2 separate regions of the Mus musculus genome follow, and region 2 is linked to region 1. The links are chromatin contacts, called in public targeted proximity ligation maps. All regions are on one chromosome and are shown on one strand. The core of a region is the stretch at or near the end of the contact, and the rest is flanking DNA. Distances in the headings are between cores, read along the strand shown. Region 1 overlaps Dtx4 (deltex 4, E3 ubiquitin ligase). Region 2 holds the start of Keg1 (kidney expressed gene 1).

Evidence for each region.
Region 2: a contact with region 1 is called in a targeted proximity ligation map of kidney, with 2.1 times the contacts expected there. A contact is called at or near these places in 1 of 39 promoter capture datasets (embryonic stem cells), 2 of 130 datasets of targeted methods (bone marrow-derived macrophages and kidney) and 3 of 9 other capture datasets (adipose tissue, embryonic stem cells and liver).

The regions. Positions count from the first base shown.
Region 1 is chr19:12,486,530-12,490,882 of GRCm38.p6, reverse strand. All of the region lies in intron 2 of Dtx4 (deltex 4, E3 ubiquitin ligase), which reads left to right. Among named protein-coding and RNA genes, the nearest start is that of Dtx4, 13 kb to the left of the region's middle.
Region 2 is chr19:12,694,380-12,698,736 of GRCm38.p6, reverse strand. Keg1 (kidney expressed gene 1) reads right to left here and starts at 2,947. Exons shown (of 6, transcript NM_029550.4): 1 at 2,896-2,947.

The DNA.
Region 1 (4,353 bases), core at 978-3,477:
ACCTGCTCATGGAATCACTGTGAAACCCTCCATGGATAGAGGTCATTCCTTGACAAGCCCCCGTTGGGCTTGCCCATGTCCGCCCATTTCTTTTGCTGATGCATTTTAAGCATGGGCACTTTGCTTGAGAGATATCTTCCCTTAGTGGAGAGAAGCTGGAACACAAGCCTTTGTGCACTGTTCTGTCCTTGTTTTGGCTAAAGCCTCAGTGAAGGTGAAGGCAGCTTGTCATGCCGGCCAGAGGCATGGGATGCTCATGACTTCCTCCGTGGGGAAGCGCAGGACAGCGGGGAAGAGGCGCCTGGATCCCGCTGCTACTCTGCTTCTCTACACGGGGTTGCAGCAGAGTGCTGGGTGCTCTAGCAGATTTCCAGGGTGATTGCCAGCCCATAAGAGGAGGCTCAGTGTACGTAGGGGACTCCCTGACTCTTGAGCTTGAACCCAGTTCTTTGCTGTGCCACTTGGAATAAGTTTTGTTTCCTCTGTCTTCAGTGTTCTTAGCTGTTGAGCGACATTATAATAGGACTTCAGTGCTAGGGTTGTCACGTGGGTTAAATGAAGCCTTCAGTTCAGAGACTGCACAGAGTCCAATGGGTATTAGCTGCCGATGGTGATGATGATGATGATGACGACGATCTAATGACTATACCCTTGTGTTAGTGAACTCAAGGCTAAGCTGAGCCAATCCAACTTACACATCATTTTTGTCCCCTTGACAAATGCCCCAGTGACCCCATGCCATCATGAAGACAGATGCCCCGAGATCACCTTGAACTACAACGAGTGTGAGGAACTCAACAGGCTTCGTTTCTTTTGTTTGTTCCCCTGCCAAGCTGGAGAAGTGAGTGCAGTCCAGGCAGCACAATTCAAAAGGGGTATAGAAATGAGTTGCTTTTGCACTGTTTTTCTGAAAGGGGTCCCTCCCACCTCTCTCTGTCTTCCAGCCCTTTCTTCTCACCTTTTTTCCACCTCCTGCATTCCCATTGCCATCTTCCCTTGTAGCTTTTCTTGGCCACTAATGAGCATGTGTTATCCTCTTTGTCTGGAACTGCCATCAACCTTCTGTCATTACACAGCCCCGTCCCCATCCCCTCTGCCCATGACCTCTTCAAGCAACTTTCCCACAGGAAAGGGGAAAAAAAAAAAGGAAGATCAAGGATGGCAGGCAATGTGGGATGAAGAGAAAGTATTGGCAGGGGACAAAAGATACAGCAAATTATTCAGACACAAGCAGGAGGTTCTTAAAAGGGGTGGGAAGGTCGGTGCAGGGCAGCAGTCACCCCTCTCCCCCTCAGAGTCCAGGCTTCGGTACCTCCAGTTAGGCATGGTTGCTGGTTGCCTTAGAGACAAGGCCATTGTCCTTCATGAGGCTTCCTGGGTTGGTGAATAACTCAGAAAACACTAGCCTTCTCCGCATGAGGTCTGCAAGGATCTCTCTCTCTCTCTCTCTCTCTCTCTCACACACACACACACACACACACACACACACACACACACACACACACACACACACACAAACGGCCTGTTCAGGCCTCCTCTCTTTACTGTGTCAGTTCCTCTCAGTTTTACTTTATCAATGGAAATAAAAACTTGGATCCTCCATAACTGGGAACAGCCCAAGAGGATGGGGGAAGGGCTGTCTTCCGATTGGCCAGTGCGTGATTAGGTCAAAGGGCTTTGGCTTGGTTGCCTGGAAGATGGGAGAAGGAGGCTTGCTATTGGACCGCTGCTTCACAGAAGGAGGGGTTTGGGCTCAGATAGCTGAGGCCCTAGGGCAGAGGACAGGTTTTCTGGGATTTTCATTTTAACCAGGAACCATGGGGGAAGGGCAGGCAGGTGCTGCCTGCTCACAGTCCCCAGTACTGCTAGGCTTTCAACTCTGCCAGGCTTTCGACTCTGCCTTTTATACCTGATACCCTGTGGTCAAGATTGTGAGAAAACTGGATTATTAAAGCAGGAAGTGGCAGAAATCAAGCCCTTCGACAATTGGAAAAATAAAAGTGTAAACAGTTGCCCAAATTTGCACAAGGCTCAGCTGTTTATCAACTACTTGACCTAGATCCTACAGCCTCACAGGGACCCCAAGGGAGCAGACATTTATCGGACCTTGTTTACAGCTGAGGTTAAAGGCAGGCAGATTTGATCACAGAACACAGAGGATCTGGCCAGAGCTGCCAGAGGCAAAGCAGGCAGTGTACAGATGTGGGCAGTCACTTTCCATTTCTTCTCATTGTTTGCTGTTGGTATTTAGTAAAGCACACAGCCCTGCCCTCCGCTGAGCCCCAGTGCTGCCCACAGACCAGGGACCAGGTTGCCCCCTTCCTGACACACAGAGGAAGGTTGACCCCACAGGTTGATCCCAAAGTCTTGCTGAGTGTTCAAGGGTTCCACAAACAGGCTTCCCCTATCTCTCTCTCTAGACGCCCCCACACGCCACAATCCCCGGGCTGCTCTGAGGATTGGAGTACTTCCTGGTTGACCAGAGAGTGTGTGGAAACCTGCCAGTCAGGTTTGTGGAAACAAAGGTGGCCTTTGTCACACAGATCACAGTTTTTTATCAGCTGTGGTAGGGGCCCTGGAGATGGTGAAAGGAGGCAGGTGCGGGGGCTGTGCGGCACGTGCTGTCCCCTAGTGGTGAACAGGGGACATACCACAAGGGGCAGACTCTTCTAGCCTCTTCAGGTAGAGTGGAGAGGTGAATCTGCCCTGGAAGGGATTCAGGGCTTCTGACTCACCTTTCTCTCAAATAGTGTAATGGGAAGGTGCCAAGGCGAGACATTCTAACCCCAGATCCCTGAGGCTCAAGCAGTTGGCTGACTTCATGTTATTTGCAGTGCTTGGTTGTTTACACAACCAGGAATCAAGGCCGTTCCCCTTTCCTTGGTCTAGTGGCTTTTATTTTCAAGTCAGCTTTTCCCTCATCTCCCCACATCCAGTCTTGCTTTATTCAGGCGACAGTTGGGAAAGAAAAGTAGCTTTAGGTTTGGCCCGATACATAGCGTCATATGCTTTGATTAGCTTCACTGCTTCTGTCTTCACGGAAAGGCAACAGAGGAAGCGCATCCTACTGGACCTGGTGTGCTCCGGTAGAGAGACTTGGCTATCAGGCCTCTCTTCTGTCCTGATGGTGCCTTCGTGCATTACAGTATGGGGCAATGCAGAGCACGGCATCATGGGAGGCGCAGTGAAAGGACTCTGGAGCCAGATAGTGTGTGTTGGATTCTTGTTGCAATCTTGGTCTAGTTGGCGTAACCTCTTGTGTGCCCCAATTTTGTTACTTATGCAGCAAGATTGACTTTAACACTCCTTACCTAGAGACCTGGGAGGACTGAGTAGGCTTATTGTTGAAGAGTTAGGATTGCCCCCAGCCAGATATGAGCCCTGTGAATCATAGCCCATAGAGGAAGACCCATGGGGTGTCATGCTCACAGCTGCATCTCCAGCATTAAACATGATTATCCCAAAGTAGGGTTCAATGAGTTCTTCTCAAATAGACACATAAATAAATATTGCTTTTTTTCCTTCTGACTTCCCAGCACAGCCCTACCCCAGCTGGACTCTCAGGCTTCCTTGATCCCAGAGGCATCTATCTATCTATAGACAGGCCCACTGGCTTCTCCAAGCCAGCTGTGGAAGCCTGGGTGGCAGAGGGGAATGGCACAAGTCCCATCTCTATGTGTCTTGTATTTTCACCTTCAGTGCCTTCGCCGTGGGCGGCCTGGCCTTTCCCAGGCAGCTGTGTGGGCTCCTCTCCAGAGCTGGGGAGGTCAGCAAGGGGAGGAGTCTCGGCTTGCCTTTATAAGTTTCTGGGACAAGGAGAAGTGACAGCTGTTTAGGCAGTGTTTTCCAAATGCTGGACCAGGGATTGCAACATCTCTGCTCTCCGGGGAACATGGGGGTGGGGTGATATGGATTCCTGTGGTGCATGGATTTGGGGATAGGGATATAACTCTGATCATGGCTGAAGATCTGTATTTTAGCCAATAGTAAGGGAATGTAAGCGGAAACGGGCAGGGTCCTGGAAGAACATTGTAGGGAGAGGAAACGACATTTTCCAAAGGTGCGTAGGCAGGCATGTGACTGGCAGGGGTGAGGACCAGAAAGAACAAAGGTAAAACAACGATGAGAAGAGGCTGGCAGAAGGCTAAGAAGGTTGAGGTAGAGGAATTGGCAGACAGTGCAGAGCTGGGAACTCCTTGCTTTGACCGTGGGCATCCTGGACCCATTCTTCATTCTCAGGTTCTGAGTGGAGGGTGTCAAGATCTGAGTTCAGTTTGAACCTCTCACCTCCCATTGATCTCCTAAGAACCCACTGCACTTTGGTAGGTTTAAACACTGGTTCATTTTGTTCTG
Region 2 (4,357 bases), core at 1,698-4,197, 210 kb before region 1:
TCACCAGTTTACATCTCCAACAGCAGTGCATAGGTTCCTGCTTTCCCCACAGCCTCTCCAACATTTGCTACCATTTATTTTCTTGATGATGGCCCATTCTGACTGGGTAAAATAGACTGTCAAAGCAGTTTTACTTTGCCTTTCCTTAGGTACTGACTACTTTTAAAAATATATATAGGCCATTTGTACTTCTCAGATCTGCCTATGTGGCTCATTAGCTCCCTACTGACTTGGATGATTTGAGTTTTGGGTGTTTAATTTTTGCAGTTCTTTATACTAGATATCAATCCCTGCCTGATGTGTAGGTGGGAAAGTTTTTTCTCATTAAGTAGATGGTGTCATCACTTAAGTGATGTTTTCTCTGCTGTGCTGGGGAGTTTATTATGAGATTCAAAACTCCCTTCTTAAACTGTTCTTGTGTACTTGTGACTCTGAGGTAAGGGGTGTACTACCACACTTTGCCTTGCAATCATTGTGAAATCTCTCTGTTCCATTTTCTTTGTGTTCCCTTAAGAGTCTAATTTTAAATCTTAAATTTTTAAAATTTATTATTTATTATATGTAAGTACACTGTAGCTGTCTTCAGACACTCCAGAAGAGGGAGTCAGATCTCATTACGGATTTCAGAAGAGCAGTCGGGTGCTCTTACCTGCTGAGCCATCTCACCAGCCCTAAATCTTAAATTTTTAAGTTCACAGATAGTTCTTTTATTTGATAAATTGTAGTTACTGAGTCTCAAGGAGAATGCATAATGCTATCCAAGTTCTTGAAGTTATGGCATAAATTTTTTAAAGCTATTTTCTTATCATTCCCCTGTTGTCTGTATTCTCTGTGTAGTATTCCCTACCTCCTTCCTGGTATTGTTAATATGTGCCTTTTCTTTCTATTTCTTGGTAAGTCTAGAGCAGAGATACACAGTTGAATTCCCTTACATTTTGTCTAAGACAATTATTTGGTTTTTAGAGTCAATCTTGCATACCACTGACCATATAGAAGATTCTGTGTCTCTAATAGATGACAATAGCAACATTTTTTTCTCTCAGTATGAGAAACAAAATGTTTCCTGATATTTACTCTAATGTCCTCAAGAATATCTTTTTTTTTTTCTTTTTTCGTTTTTCGAGACAAGGTTTCTCTGTATAGCCCTGGCTGTCCTGGAACTCACTTTGTAGACCAGGCTGGCTTCGAACTCAGAAATCTGCCTGCCTCTGCCTCCCGAGTGCTGGGATTAAAGGTGTGCGCCACCATGCCCGGCTAGGAGAATATCAAAATAGTGGGAATCTTATATTCCTATAGGCAGTCCGACTTTTTCTTTAGAAGCACTTTTTGAGATTCTGTCACAAAACTTGAAGTAAATTTTGATACAAAATCATATACACTGCTATAATGCCTGCAAATTGAATAACATAAGAGTGCTTGACAAATGTAAACACACACACACACACACACACACACACACACACACACACACACACACACTAAATGAGCAATGGCAATGGCAACAACTACAAAAGCACAATGTCCAGTTAATGGTGCAAATTGAAACCCAAAGAGACTGAATGAATGGGAAGTCTTAGCATTGTCATAGACAAAGTCCATTGTGGTTTTTAGGATCGTCACATTGAGTTTTCACATTATTGAAAATATATCCAGGGAAAACAATTCAGAGAAAGTGAATCTAAAAAACAGTTGTTATGGAAACATTATGATTGTGTCTAAACTATGATGACATTATCTAAGTATAAGCTCACAATCTGTTAGTGATCTAAGGAACTATTAACACAAAATGCATACGTACCATGATGCATATGTACAAGTAGAAAAGTACTAAATTAAAAGGATAAAACATATAAAATGAAGTAGTACACAGACTTTGACTGAAATTGATAACTATGATTTTATGCACATCTAATATGAAATATGCATAAGAATATGGAAGAATATAGAAAGATGAGTTAAAATGGAATCAATATTTTAGAATACTCCATCATGTGAGCAGTACAGATCAAATCTCTAAGTTACCTTTCTTAAAGATCATTTCAGTTAACAGTGAAACCACTTTATATCCGTCTTCATATTTCTCAGCATATTCTATCTCAGACATGTATGAAGCACTTTACTCCCCTGTTAAGTATTTATCTAATGAAAGAACTATCTGCTAGCAAGCTAAAGAATTTATCATCTGCCCAGCATCCCTGTACCACAGGTGCTGAATAAATAAATGTTAGCTAGAATAGCAAGTTTCTTTGCAAATATTGCTAACCAAATGTACTAGCCAGCTTTCACATTCTCTCCATAGCACTTATCTGTTTGAAATGGAAACTTGCCATAGTTCTTTCAAAAATTTTGACATCAACAAACACACAAGACTGGAGGGAGAAAAGCCCACAAGGCCTCAAAATTGCACAGAGAATTACAGGCAATGGAGGACAGCTAGGAAGGAGAGAGTTTGGCTTTCTCTGAGAGGAAACACTGAGGTTGTTCAGTGTCAAAAGAGTCAGGCCTAAAAACATAAATATAGGTAGCATTTTACAGATGGAACAGGTTATATTTAGAAATATGTCTGTATATAAATAGATACAGACAATATCAATTAGTTTAAGAAGAGGCTATGAATTTGAAAAAGCATAGAGGAGTATAGGGCAGCTTTAGAGGGAAGAAAGTGAGAAATCTTGTAAACAAACTATAATCTCAAAATGAAAAAAAAAAGATTTTTCCATGGTGCACATTAGTAGGTATATATACTTCTTGAGTTGATTAAACTCCCCCTGTGCATTGTATAGTCACCCGCAAAAAGCTCATTGCTTCTTATCTAAGACCAACAATGTTTGACTTTTCCCACCTAGTATGAGGGAAAGAACAGGGAATCAGCGTTCTTCTGTGGTAAGCCCTTACCTATAACTCCGTATCCACACAGAGAGCTTCCTCAGAACAAAGAACAAGCAGTGCCTCTTCCTTAAAATGCCAGTATTTGTAGTGATTTTGGTAAATGTTTTACAGAAATCTTTAGACTTAGGATGTACTGTGGACCTTGCTTTTTTTTTTTTCCTAGAAAATGGGAAAACAGAATGCTGGCTACTTTGAGAGTCAGTAGTATCCCCACAAATGTGTTTCACAGAAAAATGACAATGCAAATTTGAGACACAGATTGTGTGTGCCCTCTCAGTTTTGCTTGCATTATTTTTTTTTTCGGCTCATAGGAAATCAACAGACTATGTCTAGAAAGGATATGTAATTGTCTACAAAATATAAATTTTCTCACCGCTCCCCCCACTTTCTAACTGCCTGCTGCACTAGCAAGATGGAAGACTTGGATGAAATTAGCTCTGTAAAAATTAGAGTTCCTTATCTATACACATACAGAGCAGGCAACCTCATATATACAGCAGCTAAAAGTTTCCTCCGAACTTGTGTCCCATGCCTGTGTGTGCTTCAATCATCTCATAGTGATGCTGAACAAGCAGTCAGCAGTAACACTCTTTTGACAGACATTTTATTTTATGTGTATGCATGTTATATAAAAACACATGAGCACCTTGTGTATTTTGGTGAGCCACGTGAGGGGCTGGCACCTGAGGAAGCCACAAGAGGTGTTGGATCTCTCTAATTGAAGTTACGGATGGTTATGAAATGCTGTGTGAATGCTGCGAACTGAATTTGGGTCTTCTGGAAGAGCAGACAGTACTCCTAACCACTGACACATCCTTGTAGCCCCAGTAACACTCTTGATAGCAAAGGGGATTTTAGCACAGACAGACTGAAGATCCCCCTGTTGGTTGTATAAACTATGAGATAGGAAGACATAATTTCATTGCAGGGCCCACTATCTGGGGACCCCTGTGACAAAACCTCCCCCTAATGAATAAAGATTTCAGGGGACCGTCAATCACTGAGTGAGGAGTAGGCAGGACTTACGGGTTGGGGAGAGGAAGAGGGAGGCAGGAAAAAGAAGACTTCCTTTTGGACAGGAGAGATGATGGAGGACACAACGTAGGTAGCAGAAGCCCCGGTTTAGGTGGCAGATCTGCTGGGAATAGCTTAGAATAGCTTCTAAACTAGGATGCTAGTTGCTGTGCCCCACAATTGTGTTACCCAGCTTTTGAAACCTCAAAGCCCACCCCGAGAGACACATTTCCTCCAAATGGCTACACCTCCTACTAGTGCCACTTCCTATGGGCCAATGAGGGCCATTTTTACTAAGCCACCACAGAAACCAGATAAATATTAATATGTTAGCTTCAGTCAACTTTGTAACTGTAGAAAACGTATAGTTCGTTCGTTTGTTTGTTTGTGTTACGTTAGTTTGTCTTTTCATTTACTTGTATATTATGGTTTCAATTTTGGTGTTCTTATAGGT